Linked DNA regions of Mus musculus: region 1 is linked to region 2. The links are chromatin contacts, called in public promoter capture Hi-C maps. All regions are on one chromosome and are shown on one strand. Each heading gives the region's core, a stretch centred on a gene start, on an enhancer-like site or on the middle of the called end of the contact. The rest is flanking DNA. Distances are from core to core; before and after follow the strand shown.

Region 1 (7,386 bases), core at 4,485-6,984, 780 kb after region 2:
AAAGAATTCCTGAAACTCATCCATTTAGTCTGAGTTTACAAACCTAGGTATCCAGTGAGTCATGGAAGAGTCACTGAAAATGCAGGTGTCTGCAGCTCGCTGCCAGAATTCCTATTTACCCATGGAGAGTGCAATGGGCATGAGCGCCAACAAAGTCTTCCCAGGATTCTAATTACAGCAGCCTTGGGAACCTGCTGCGGCCTCATCTAGCAGCACCTGAAGCACATGTGAACTGTGGGTGGGGTGGGGCAGGAAGCACGACCCCAACAGTAACATGCAGTCTATGAAAAGACAGATTCTGACCAAGTTGTACGAGCTGCACCATGAAGACTTCCTTCCTAGCAAACACCCAGGCAAGGTTCCAGTCATTCTCAGGGTTTAGGCTCTGCACTGTTAGACGACCTGGAAACCAGGCATGACAATTTTCAGGTTTACCTGACACCTACAGGATTAACCACATAACGAGGTCTCGCAGTCTGCTTTACTGCGGCCAGGCACTCATCTTTGACTACCGATCTCAAGCATCTCCAATATCCTGTTAATCAACTGGGCACTCAAGTCATTTAGAAGCAACATTGTGGTCTGCTTCTGTAAACCACTTCAAAGAGATTAAAGTTATAATAAACATTGTAGTATTTTGTTGGCATCATTTTTATATTAATAAATGAGAGCCAATTTTACAACCACTATCTTTTAAAATTAACTTATTGACAAATGAATATTGGAGAACCTGTTTTTTATATATATATATGTATATATATATACATATATATACATATGTTACATATATATGAAATATATTAAGTGTATAATTATATATGGTATGAAATATAATTATTCATTTACATATATTAAAAGAAAACAACAAAAGGGCAGATAATTGTGGAAAACTTATCTATATTTTATATATAGTATTTATTATATATATGACATATATTAAGTGTATAATTATGTAATGTATAATATGAAATAGAATTATTCATTTAAATATATTATAAGAAAATAACAAGAGGGCAGAAAATTGTGGAAAACTTATCTATTCAACCCCCAAGTAAAATCAATAGTCCTTGGCTTTATAAATCTGAGACTGACAGATTAAATTCTGACAGAAGGCTACTTCTTTTCTACAATTCAACTTTGTTTTTAAACGAAAACAAAGGGGGCTAAATAAAAACTCGGAACCATCTCCCAGCTCAAACTCAATGCCTTCCACTCTGTGTGTGTGTCTGGTTGAGTGCTTGATAAGACTTTTCAGGATCTGCCGGGCGTGGTGGCGCACGCCTTTAATCCCAGCACTCGGGAGGCAGAGGCAGGAGGATTTCTGAGTTCGAGGCCAGCCTGGTCTACAGAGTGAGTTCCAGGACAGCCAGGGCTACACAGAGAAACCCTGTCTCGAAAACCAAAAAAAAGATTTTTCAGGATCTGAGTGTTCCATTTGCATACTTTATCCACTTAAACATACTGTCTTTTATATCAAAGTAGGACAAAACTTCGTTTTTAAAGAACTGTTATGGGGAAAGACTGAGGGAATGGAGGAAGAGAAGGCTGAGTTGCACTGTGTAAGAGATGTATGTATAAATAAAATAATAATAATAATAATAATAAAATCTGTAAAGACGACGTGACAGAAACTTAAGCTCCTCCAGGGGCAGCACTTCCTGAAATCAGAATATGTGCTCCAGGCTCGATCCTGGTCCCAAAAGTTGTACTTCACCCATCAGCTGTGCCATTTTGAGTTAGCTAACTGTGCAGAGTGTGAGGCTGAACTCTGACCACTCACAGTGGGGCACGGGAGCCCTTACATCAGGAGTAAAAACCCAACAGAATCCCCACTGTGTGAGCTTGCCTGCTTGACTTGGCGTGGCTATGCACCCTCCTGCAGAAGTAAACTTTGTGCCTTGCTAAAATGCTACAGATAACGTGGTATTTTGGGAGTGACCCCAGAACCATTTCTAACAGATTCTATATCTAAAATAATTCCAAATTACTTACACATTACACTGCCCTAAACCAAAGTTTCTGGACACAATTAAGTACCCTTTGTTGAATTAGTAATAATATGAGCCTTTGTCTGGAGAAAGTTATGACTCGGCCTCTAGAGAAGAGCAAGCTACCCAAATATAACAGAAACCATAACCACTGATTAGGCAATAGAGTGCTACTCTGTACCTGATTTGCTCCCGGAGTGAACAGTTTCCTACTGGACAGGCAAAGAGAAATCTTTTTACCTTACCAATGCCACATCTTGTCAGCATTTCAGCAGTCACACTACCAACTCCACCAACACCTACTATTGCTACAGCGTAGGTACGGATTTTCTGTGAAACACAAAACGGTACCTGTTAATACTGTTAGATTTGTCACTAGAAATTAGTCTCATTTCCCGAAATCAAGGTCATCATACCTTATAGTCACTGACAATTCCCATCCGTTTCAATGCCATCAGACGGCTTAAAGGAAAACAAAACAAATTTAGAGCATTTGCATTCTTGTTATTCATCTTTATTTTCATGCGGATGGGTGAGTTGCAGGTATATACATGCAGTACTGCAGGTATACATATGCAGTGGCTACAGAGGCCAGAGGCGGGTGGCAGATCACCTGGGACTAGAGTTATGCATGAACTGCCACGTCGGTGCTGGGGATCAAACCTGGGTCCTGTGAAGAGCAGCCAGTGCTCTCCAGCCTAAGCTTGCAATCTTTCAGCTAACAGTGATATGTATAGACAGGCTCCATCAAAGGAAACAATCACCAAAACTCAATCATTACTACTTCAAAAGAGGTGGAATCTAGGTGGACATGGTGGCATGTATCTGTAATCCTAGCACTTTAGAGGCTGAGGCAGGAGGATTAGGAATTCACAGCCAGCCTGGGAAACACAGCAAATCTGATGACTAGCTGAACTCAAAAGCTACCTTTTGCTAGGTAAATCACTAGGTTTAAAACCATGAATTCTCGTGTTACCTGTGAAACTGTATTGTTCTTCTAAAATACCTTCTTTATCTTAACGTGTAGTCAAGGTCTACACCTAATGGTTTAAATGGTAAAGATCAAAGGGAAATGGCATTGTTTTCCCTTGTTTTGTTAGTATATAAAGACAATGAAATAAGCTCACGGCCTCTGCCCAAAAGGAAGGATATCTGCATTGGGGAATATCTGTTGTCTGCCAAGGATTCTAAGAAGCAGTACTCATCTGCTCTATTATTGTGTATAAGTGTGTATTTATGTGTGCACACGTGCACACTGTGGTATATACCTATATAACACATTAAAGTTTTTGTGTGTTTGATCTTTACTGCACACATGGACCTGTGGTTGTTAGACATCTGTCAGCAGCCCTCTGGTTAACCCCGCCTCTCCACTTTAACCCTATGTGACCCTATTTAGAGCTGCACACACTATTCTAGTATTTTCACTTCTTGCTTCTCAGTCTTCTGAAGTCTTCACTCTTAAATGTCCATCACAGATGCACAAACACTTCCTGTCTCAGTAGCCATTGTCCTTTTGATTAGATCCTAACTGTTCACTGCTGGGTGGGTATTTTAGCAGTTCCCCTTCTTTCACAACCTTGACTCCTCAGGCAGCAACTGCATCTTCCTTATGCCTAATCTCCTACATGTTTGCACTCACTCAACCTAACTCCAGCAGTTCTCAGAAATGTCTACGTACACTCACATGCAGGCGTTACCAACTTCACCACCCAAGAGTGTCTCTAGACCCATAGCCCACAGAGTCCTCTTTCTGGAACTTTACCTACGTTTAAAACTACCCAGGTTTTAGCCTCACTGCTTATAGCCTTAGAGACTTGCTGGGGAGGGACCTAATGCCACAGATTCTATTGTATACTGCAGTCCATCTAAAATAGCTCCCTACACTTTTCTCACCTCCAGGATGAGAGAAAATGATCAGCAATCCCCTAGGACCGTGGTGAGAAGAAACATACATGTAACGGGAGGTCTAACAGCATGCTGCCGACTGTGGTCGTCTACGAGGTTTGCCATGCACGACTGCTGTTCTAAGAACTGCACATAAACTGCTTCAGTCTTCAGAACTATGGCGGAAACAGGCGTTCCTGTGGCCCCACTTACAGGGAACAATCTCACCCAGAAGTTCAGCAGCTGTTAGAAACCGTTCTAAGTTACTGACTACTCAGTAAGCTGAGAAGTGAAGCCACTCAATCTTCTAAGCCCATTTAAGGAGAGCAAAGAGGAGGGGTCAGGAGCCCTGGCAAAGCCAATATTCAGGGATATTCGTGAGCACCCTAGTAACTAACTCTCCCTCACCCTGCTCCATCTAAGTTACACCAAGAGGCATTTAGGAAACGGTGCTCTATCCTCGGCGACTTTACATGAGATATTATACTCTGACAGAGCTTTCTATGCATCAGCCGATGCAGAGCCAGGTAGACTAATAAAGATAATGGTGACAGGAAACTGGGTACAGGACAGCAGGCAGAAGAGCTCCACCATATGGATGGATGGCTTGGATTGTTTGTTTTTTTTTAATAAAATGTTATTTTCCTTCCTTGCAGAAAAAAAGGGGTCTCACTACACAGCCCAAAGTGGCCTACAACTCCTGTAGCCCAGACTGACCTGGACCTCACGACAACCCCCTCTACCTCACCCTCCCGAATGCTACGATGAATCGTGAGCCAACTCGCTTGGTGAAGAATATCTTCTGACTAGCATAAGACATGGCCTTGCCCATCTGGGAACTGGACCTCCACAGCAGGAAAGGAGCGGCAGGAGGCCGGCTGAATCCCTCGCGCGGAGCGTGGCCCTGCCCGCCCCGTCATGGATCACCTGTAGGGATTGGAATCCAACACCTCGTCGCTCATCTCCTGGATGCGGGTCCGGCCGCAGTGGCCGTCCCCTCCAGAGCGCCGGGTTCTCTCCCGGGCGAGTTCCTGCTCCAGCTCCTCAACCCGCTGTCGCAGCCGCTCCACCGAGTCGGCCATGGCTGGGCTCCCGGTGGCCTCCGATCCCAGGCCGGACCGCCGCCGTCGCCGTCGTCGCCGCCTCCCCACGCTGCCTCGCTGGGCCCACGAAGCGCAGGAGGAACAGACACAGCCTTCCAGGTCCAGACACCGGCGAAGCGGCTCCAAGGCTCCCAGTAAGACACGTCTCCGGCACGCCCACCGGGCTTCCGGCGTGCCACTTCCGGTGCGCCGCCGCCATCGCTCCGCTCGGTAAAAAAAAAAAAAAAATAATAATAATAAATAAAAACACTCCTCAAAACACTTAGCTTTCTTCTCTAGAACCAAGACCCAGGTCTCAGCAGAGCCAGCATCATATGTGTCCAGATCAAGTCGACGGCCATTCCGTCTTTCCTATCTAGGAGGCCATGAGAAACACCAGGGTCTTTTAATGCAGGCTCAAGGTTCTGGCGGACTCTCTTCTTGCACGGACCGCACAGGTCTTCCGCTGGCGCGTCCTTAGTCTAGGGTGACAGCTGTTTGTCTTCATTCGCCAGAGTCACGTTTGCGACCTTGTTTTTCTATAAGACTGAGGACTCCAGCTCTGACGCTGAGGGTAAATTCTAAGTCTGGTCCCACAACAGGCAATTCTTTTATTTCTCCACCAGACTCCGAGTCCCAGACTCCGCCTCCCACATGGCTTTGCAGCAACACTGCCCAGAGTCCCGGTGATTGGCTTCTCCTAAGCCCCGCCCGACCACGCCCCCCCCCCCCCCCCCCCAAGTGCCGGTCTCCTTTCTGCCTTGGCGCAACCTCCGTACAGTCTGTGGATTCCTCGGTGACAACAGTGGCGGTCATGGAGACGGATGTCACCAGTGACACCGTGGAAGTGCTACCCCAGCACAAGTTCGACCTCAGGTCCCTGGAGGCCTACCTGAATCAGCACTTGCCGGGCTTTGGGTCAGATTCCCGGGCTGTGCTGACTGTTACTCAATACAGGTATCAACCATAGCCTTTGCCTCCTGGGAACATGTCTGTGCTTGGTGCTTCGCTTCCTTTGGCCCTGGGTGGGTGTCTCATTTGCCCGGTCGGGATTTCTTTCCCTGCAAGGATGCTTCCTGGATAATTTGTACTCGAATCCCAGGCTAGTCTGAATTAGAGGGCAGGAGCAGAGGTGCAGTATCCATTATGCAGTGCAGTCTTGTTAAGGACTAAAATTATGTGTCTAATTCACCGAGAGTGTTGCGGCTGAACACTCTTGAATTCCTAATAGATATCTTCTGTGACCTTCTGTGCTACAATCTAAAGATCAGTTTCTGAGGGGCTGGTGCCATTTTGTTTAATTGACCTTAGTCACCTGGGGCTAGGTTAATAATACCAGCTAAAATATACCAATTCGATTCTAGACATTCCACTTCACTGTTTTTAGCACCACTTAAGGCCTAAGTTCTTGAAGCAAGGGAATTAAACGGGAGGAGGTGACTCCAAGAATACCTTTCCCCACTGACAAGTGAATCTGGTTTTAGTCTGGTGTTTTGTAAATAGAGAGGGTATTTTTTGTTTGGTTTTTGATTTTTGTTTTTTTTTTACTTTTATACAGTTCCAGTATAAAACCATTTCATATGGTTTCAGTAAACTGTGCCTGGCCTTTCTATCTGGGGATTTAACTGTAACATAAATTCAGAGATCAAAGTTCCTTTCCTGTAATATTTGCCTGTATCCATTAGTCTTGATAAAGAAATGAAGTGATTTAGGTGAAAGGACTTAAGCATTGAAATATCCGTGGAGAGGTGGAATAAGTAATAGTTGACACTTCTAAACTTAATACTTTGTGTTGTAAACAGACTGAAGCAGGTCAAAGTTCACATTTCAGTGATTAGTTCACTCTGTGGAATTTGGCCAGCTTATTGTCCTGCTTTCAGATAAAGGTTATATATGTTCACATTACTGTGGTCCTGTGCAGACTTAAAATAATTCTGAATTAAGTTGATGTTCACCAAAATCATGCTCAATACATGAAATTAGTTGTGATACAAAAAAAAGTACTTCTGAAGTCAAACCTAGGGCTACATGGCTTTAATCCCAACAATCTAAAGATCCCTGGAGATTGGAGGCTGAGGAAAAATGATTGTGAATTTGAGGCCAGTCTGGGCTATGTAGCAATCCTTGGTTTCAAACACTATTTTTCCAGGAATGTTATATAATCTTGATTTAACATAGATGTACATATTCAACAGAGAAAACACATTCATTTTCAGGACATATGAAAAATTATAAAAATAAAAGTAGATAGATAGAAAGAGAGAGAAATAGTAAGGCCACAAAAATCTCAAAGGAATCTTTTAAAAGTTTAGACCAGTTCTATGGCTTATCAGGTAAAGGCACCTGCTGCTGAGCCTGACAACCTGAGACAACCCCCTGGAAACTACATTGTGGAAAGAGAGAGACAGATCCTGCATGTTGTCCTCTGA
Region 2 (6,731 bases), core at 4,136-6,635:
TGTTGTGGATACCTCAATTATATGCACAACCCCCCCACAAACACACACACTATGTGTGTAATTAAAAATATCTTAATACTAAAAAATAGAGCCAACTGTGTGTCATCCACACACTGAATTAGCTGTGTTCCTTGAGGGAATTCTCAGGGCCCTTTTTTTCTGACTCTCTCCAGATATATTAAAGTCCCCCAAGTCAGGCGTGGTGGCGCAAGCCTTTAATCCCAGCACTTGGGAGGCAGAGGCAGGCGAATTTCTGAGTTCGAGGTCATCCTGGTCTACAGAGTGAGTTCCAGGACAGCCAGGGCTATACAGAGAAACCCTGTCTCGAAAAACCAAAACCCAAACAAACAAACAAACATCCCCCAAAAGATAACCACAGAATTAGCAATATGACACAGCATTTTCACTCCTAAATATATATTTAAAAATTGACAACAGGAACTCAAACAAATACACAGATATTCACAGCAAAACTTTCTTTTTTTTTTTTTCAATAACTAAAAGAAAAACATTCAGGGCTAAAGGTTAAAAATGCTAGCTGCTGGGCTGGTGAGATGGCTCAGTGGGTTAGAGCACCCGACTGCTCTTCCGATGGTCCAGAGTTCAAATCCCAGCAACCACATGGTGGCTCACAACCATCCGTAACAAGATCTGACTCCCTCTTCTGGAGTGTCTGAAGACAGCTACAGTGTACTTACATATAATAAATAAATAAATCTTTAAAAAAAAAAAATGCTAGCTGCTCTTCCAGAAGTCCTGAGTTCAATTCCCAGTAACGACATGGTGGCTCACAACCATCTATATGGGATCTGATTCCCTTTTCTGGGTTTGTGTGTGTGAAGACAGATCATTCATACACATTAAAGTAAGTAAATAAATAAGTAAACATTAAAAAAAACCATCAAGTGTGCATTAAAGGGAGAGTAGATAGGTACCATCATGCTTTAAGTCCTGAATGAACCTCAAAAACAGCAAGTGAAAGAAACAAACAAAAACCCTCAACATATAGTTACTAATAGGACCCAATAATTTTAGATATTTATACAAAAGAAACAAAACCACGTATCCTCTCAAAGATGGGCCCACTACTGTGCATGGCAGTTATTCATAAAAGCCTCTCACTAGCCGGGTGTGGTGGCGCACACCTTTAATCCCAGCACTCGGGAGGCAGAGGCAGGCGGGTTTCTGAGTTCGAGGCCAGCCTGCTCTACAAAGTGAGTCCCAGGGCAGCCAGGGCTACACAGAGAAACCCTGTCTCGAAAAACCAAAACAAAACAAAACAAAAGTCCTCAGGGGACATGTGACCAACTAAAGTTGCCTTCAGCACAGTGATACAGGGTTTGGCCATTGAGAGAGTGAATGTGGTATATGCCACCTGGATAAATCTCCAAACAACTATGCCAAGTGACAGAAGCCGCTGGGACTGTGGAGGTGGCTCAGTAGATAAGGAGCTGCCTGGACTCAGGAGGCAGAGACCCGGATCTTGTTTAGCTAGACTAGCAGAGTTGATGAGCTTCTGGCTCAGTGAGAGACCCGGTTTCAGCCGCTAAAATGGACCCAGTGTCAATTGCCAGCCTTCGCACAAACTCACACAAGTACAGTGTGTGTGCACACGAGGACACCCACATGTGATTGAATGTATGAATGTAGCACACATAAATGGGGAGAGGGCAGTGGGGAAGGAGAGGGGAAGGGAGGGAGGGAAGGAGGGAGAGAGAGAGAACTCCCAGTTCTGTGAAGTAGACCCCTTGGAACCATTACAGCCCCTCCACCATTGAGGGCTTTATCCCCGCTGTCTACAGCAATTGAGAAGGTTTCAAGGAATGGGTCATTCAAATACCTATGAGTTATTGATGTTTATTGATGTTTATTGTCTATGTATGGAAACTGCCCTTACCTGTGATCTCCCCTGCTTCCAATGGGGTCCAAGCCAGACTCCTCACATGGCGGTGCACAGCTAGATCTACTGGAATCCCTGCTCAAGACTTCAAGGTTGTGGCCCTTACCTGCACTCATTATGGATTCTTGATTCTGAGAGCCATAGAAATCATTCTAAAATCCAAGTGTAACTAACAGCCCTACCTGCTCTCCCACTCAAAGCCCAATTCTTTCCTCCAACAGGCCTCTGTATTGTTGGTGGGAAGGAGGGAGTGGCTACTTGTGTTACTGACAATTTTTCCCCCCAGAAATTCCAGGTTCACTTTGGTTTGAGTATTGCACACTTGCATCCAAATTAATAACTTATTTAATTCCACTTCTTGCTTAATAATTACAATCTAATGCGGGGGTGGCGTGGTGAGAAGGAGGAGAGAAAGGAAGAGGAGGAGAAGGAGATGGAAGAAGAAGAGGAAAAGAAGAAGGGGAAGAGGAAGAGGGAAAAAAAAGAAGGAGAAGTCAGTAGTCCAGGTCGTGGAGATGGCAGAGGGTAAGGGTGCTTGTTGCCCAACCTGATGACCTGAGTTTGACCCCAGACCCCATAAGATGTAAGGAGAAAACCAACTCCAAAAGTCTTCTCCTGCAGAGCACATACACACAGACAGAGCACACAATAAAGACATAAATGGAAAACACAGAGAAGCCAAACCTACAGGGATGTGTGCTTACACTCCAGATGTGTGAGCCTAGGAGGCAGGGTGTTTGCAGGGGTGAGGTGGGGGTGGCCGAGAAAGGAGGAGGGGCAATTTGAAAAAGTTAAAAATGTTCTTTATCTCGATTATGGAGGGGGGTCACGTTAGCCGAACTGTATATATCCTTTAAATGAGTGTAGTTTATCGTATGCAAACAATGTGTCAATATTCTGGGGGAACACTGCTGAGCCACTTCAAGTCTCAGAACAAAGCGGCTTTGGCCTCAAAGCAGGCTGGGCTCAGAGCAAGTCACTACTGCCTGTGAACGGGACTACTGCTCTATGACAAAGACTTCATCATAACACGCCCTAGCTAAAAATGATAGATGGATGTCACGTTAGGACTGGTAGGTTTTACTGAGCCATTTCTAAGTCACAGCAAGATCATCCTAACCTCAAGGTCAACCTGTTGATAACCATAAGCCTCAACTGCCGCCATTGCTGGAGGACTGCCTACATAGAAACACACACATACACAGACACACAGACACACACAGACACACACACAGACACACACACACACTCAAGCAAGTACACATGGAGGACTGCCTACATAGAAACACACACAATACACAGACACACAGACACACACAGACACACACACACTCAAGCAAGTACACATGGAGGACTGCCTACATAGAAACACACACAATACACAGACACACAGACACACACACACACACACTCAAGCAAGTACACATGGAGGACTGCCTACATAGAAACACACACATACACACACACAGACACATACACACACACACACACACACACACACACACACACACACACACACACACACACTCAAGCAAGCACACATGCACCCCTCCCCAGTTCTTACAAAGTTTCTGTTTAAACTGTTTCTACTGCCTACTGGTTGTGCCACAGTGTAGCTAATTCTCTACTACTGCTTCCTTCTGTCTTTGGTGAATTCATTCCCTGCCTGAGCATCACAGCTCTGTCACCACTGTCCTGGCTTGGCAAATAGAAATATTTTAAAAAGAGGACGTGTACAGACAAGCTAAGGGTGGGTGGAGTCTGATAACATCAACAAGGTCATCAATAGCATGCCCCCACTAGCCTCCTGACAGACACAGGAAGAGGTCTGAGCACGCTCTGACCTTTTCAGGAGGAAGAGAAAGGCTGCTGGTGGCCTCCAGTCACTCACTGAATGGAGAAAGTTCCTGGACCCCAGAAGAAACCGTTGGCTTGGCTCTTGACTTTTGCAAGTTTTTAGGATATGTAACCCTCAGTTACGTGTTTCCTATTTAAGCTGCTTTGGCTGGGGTTTTTTGTTGTTGTTGGTAGTGGTGGTTTGGGGTTTTGTTTTGTTTTTTGTCATTTGACACCACAAGTATTCTTATTGGACTGGAACACTGAGTTTTGAGGAATGAAGGTTCCAGACTCCGGCCTGGTCTGGTAGCCCGGAGAAAGGTCGTGAAGAAACGAAGCCCGGAGGGGCCTTTAGTCTCTGACATGTAAACATGAAGCCTGTTGGGAAAATGAACTTCTGGTCTGTGTCTGACATTGCTGGCAATGGTGGCGGAACGCTATTTAGCAGAACACTGGCTCAGTTCAGGGGAATTCTGAAAGAGATCAGGCAGCTGCATTCTGAGAGCGAATGACCCTCTGGGTGGCTACAGATGGCACTGCTGGGCAGAAGAGGCAGACATATACTGTGCACCATTGCCGGGCTCTGGCCACCCTAGGTATTATTTACCACGGTCTCAGATCAGACAAAGCTAAAGGGAGGAGGATCCAACCGTGGTTGAGACAGGAAGAGCTCTTCACAGTGCATGAGTTCTTCCCTGGAGCCTGTTCTCCCTACCCACGAAAGGGCTTCTTGTATTTGTGAGCGTAGAACTCTGCCTGCCTCTGGCTGTGTTAGCTCATTTCTCCAGCAACTGTGTGTTTGTTGGGTAAACATAACTTTTTTTAAAAAAAAGTTAACATTGTGTGGAAGCCACATGGGGGTCAGAGGACAGATTTCTTTTCTTTTTTTTTTTTTTTTTTGGTTTTTTTAAATTTTTATTTTATGTGCTATACTTATTATTACTACAGAGGACAGATTTCAAGAGTGGATTTCCTCTTCTACCATTTGGTCCTGGAGGTCATATGTCGTCAATCACAACATCAGCCCCTTTACCTACCAAAGCAGTGAAACAAGTTGTGGGGTTTTTTTGTTTGTTTATTTGTTTTGTTTTGTTTTTTTTATTTTCCTCTCCTATCTCTCATATATTGCTGCAATTTCCCCTCCTTCCTCTGAGTCCCTCTTCACATCCCCTGTCACCAACTACGTCTCCATTTTCCTTCAGAAAAGGGCAGGCCTCCCAGGGATATCAACCAAACGCGACATAACAAGTTACAAAAAGACTAGGCACCTCCCTGGTATTAAGGAGGATGTGGCAGGAAAAGGGTCCCAAAAGCAAGCAAAAGAGTCAGCGACAATCCACTATGACCGCCTCAGTGAGGGCAAAGGACAGCCGGGGGACTGCGTGGCAGGTGAATTCCAGTCCAAAGTGATTACTCTTCTCTAGGCTCATAGTCTATCCAACCACATTTGATCCCTGAAGTGTATGGTCAGCAAATGACACCTGGTCCCCTCCCCAGAGGGCCGGCCCCCTGCCTGGCTCTCAGCACACTCACCTAGGGTCCCCAAGCATAGAAGGGCGCAGATGAGCAGCCTCATTTTCAACTGTGGAACTGCGTTCTGCTTGCTCTCCCCCAGCCTAGGTGCACTTTACCCAGAAGGCAGTGTTGACTGATGAATCTGCCTACTGGGAAAGGTTCTTCAGCCCCAGTCCGGGCTGGTCGCCACTGCCACACCCTCCATGCCTTCCTTATCTGGCCAAGCAGATACTCAGGCGGCTAGGGACACTATTTTTTCTCTCTCTGTCCCCGGTTCGGTCCCTGGGTGGAAACGGTGCTTCTCCGGGAAAGCCGGCGCGCACATGCATAAGACCTTAACACAATTTTCTTTTGGAAATTCTCACTTCTCACTAAGGACTCTAAGTTGACTAAGCTGAGGTCCTCCCGCTGTCCTGCGACCCCAGTGGAGCTATCTCTTCTGTGACACAGCCCATAGTTTCTCCTCTATCTCCCCACCCCCACCCCCACCCCCACTCCACACCACACGCACCAGTGTTGCTTGTCCCAGCTGTGTAAGGCCTGGCTCAGGCACAGATCTGACATGCAGAGTTTCTCGCTCACCCGGCTGCAGCCCTGTCCGAAAGGCTGTGCGACCTCTGCCTAGAAAAAGTCTGGTAATTTTAAATAAAACTCGAAGAACTTCTAATTAAAATATAGTAGTAGGTGTACAACAAACCCTGCTAGCACAGTGTAATAATTATCACTAAGAGGACTCCGGTAGAGCCAGTCCACATCCAGGAGGCCGAATCCCTGCAGAGCTTCTCCCACATAGGTGGCCCCTACATGGAACAGAAACGGAAGTCTGCTAACTTCAGGACTCCACAGAGATGAAAACTTACAGCGCAGAGCCTGGCTTCTCTCACCCAAGTTTAAATTGGTATGATTTATCTATGCAGAGGTGTGTGGTTGCCCACCAGCTATCAGTGTGGCCTATTGTTTCATATCATGTGAATGAAGAATATTTCATCTCTCACCCTGATTGACAATTGTAGTACCGATTCCATCCTTACAGACAGTGCCGCTAGGAACAGAAATTTCATTTCATTTTATATACATTACTAGGATCTAAAACTAAATAAAAAAAAGCAGGGCCTGGTATGGAAGTACAGGCCTGAAACCCCAGCATTTGGGAAGTGGGGACAGTGGGATTAGGAGTTCGAGGTTTCAACTACGTGCCCTATTGGAGACTTCCCTAGGCTAGAGACCTTGTCTCGAAAACCAAGCATGTAGGGCTGGAGAGATGGCTCAGCGGTTAAGAGCAAGTGCTGCTCTTCCAGAGGACCAGAGTTCAATTCTGGCACCCATGTTGGACGGCTCACAACTAACTACCTGTAACTCCAGCGACAGGGGGACCTGACACCCCTGGACTCCAGCTACAGGTCATCTGGCTTCTGTGGGGGCTCACACTCCTTTGTATATACAAAAAGCAAAAACAAAACTTAAAGAAAGAAATAGAAGA

What was found. Promoter capture Hi-C pulls out the DNA fragments that hold promoters and counts their contacts.
Region 1: a contact with region 2 is called in a promoter capture Hi-C map of erythroid cells, with 5 times the contacts expected there. The contact joins the promoter of Acad11 here to the promoter of 1300017J02Rik in region 2. A contact is called at or near these places in 1 of 39 promoter capture datasets (erythroid cells) and 2 of 115 datasets of contacts at active chromatin or transcription factors (embryonic stem cells and pro-B cells).

What each region holds. Positions count from the first base shown.
Region 1 is chr9:104,057,990-104,065,375 of GRCm38.p6, forward strand. Acad11 (acyl-Coenzyme A dehydrogenase family, member 11) reads left to right here and starts at 5,735. Exons shown (of 20, transcript NM_175324.4): 1 at 5,735-5,914. The coding sequence starts at 5,772. It overlaps Uba5 (ubiquitin-like modifier activating enzyme 5), which reads right to left and starts at 5,132. Exons shown (of 12, transcript NM_025692.3): 1 at 4,803-5,132; 2 at 2,405-2,450; 3 at 2,229-2,318. The coding sequence starts at 4,957.
Region 2 is chr9:103,282,912-103,289,642 of GRCm38.p6, forward strand. 1300017J02Rik (RIKEN cDNA 1300017J02 gene) reads right to left here and starts at 5,386. Exons shown (of 17, transcript NM_027918.2): 1 at 5,270-5,386. The coding sequence starts at 5,312.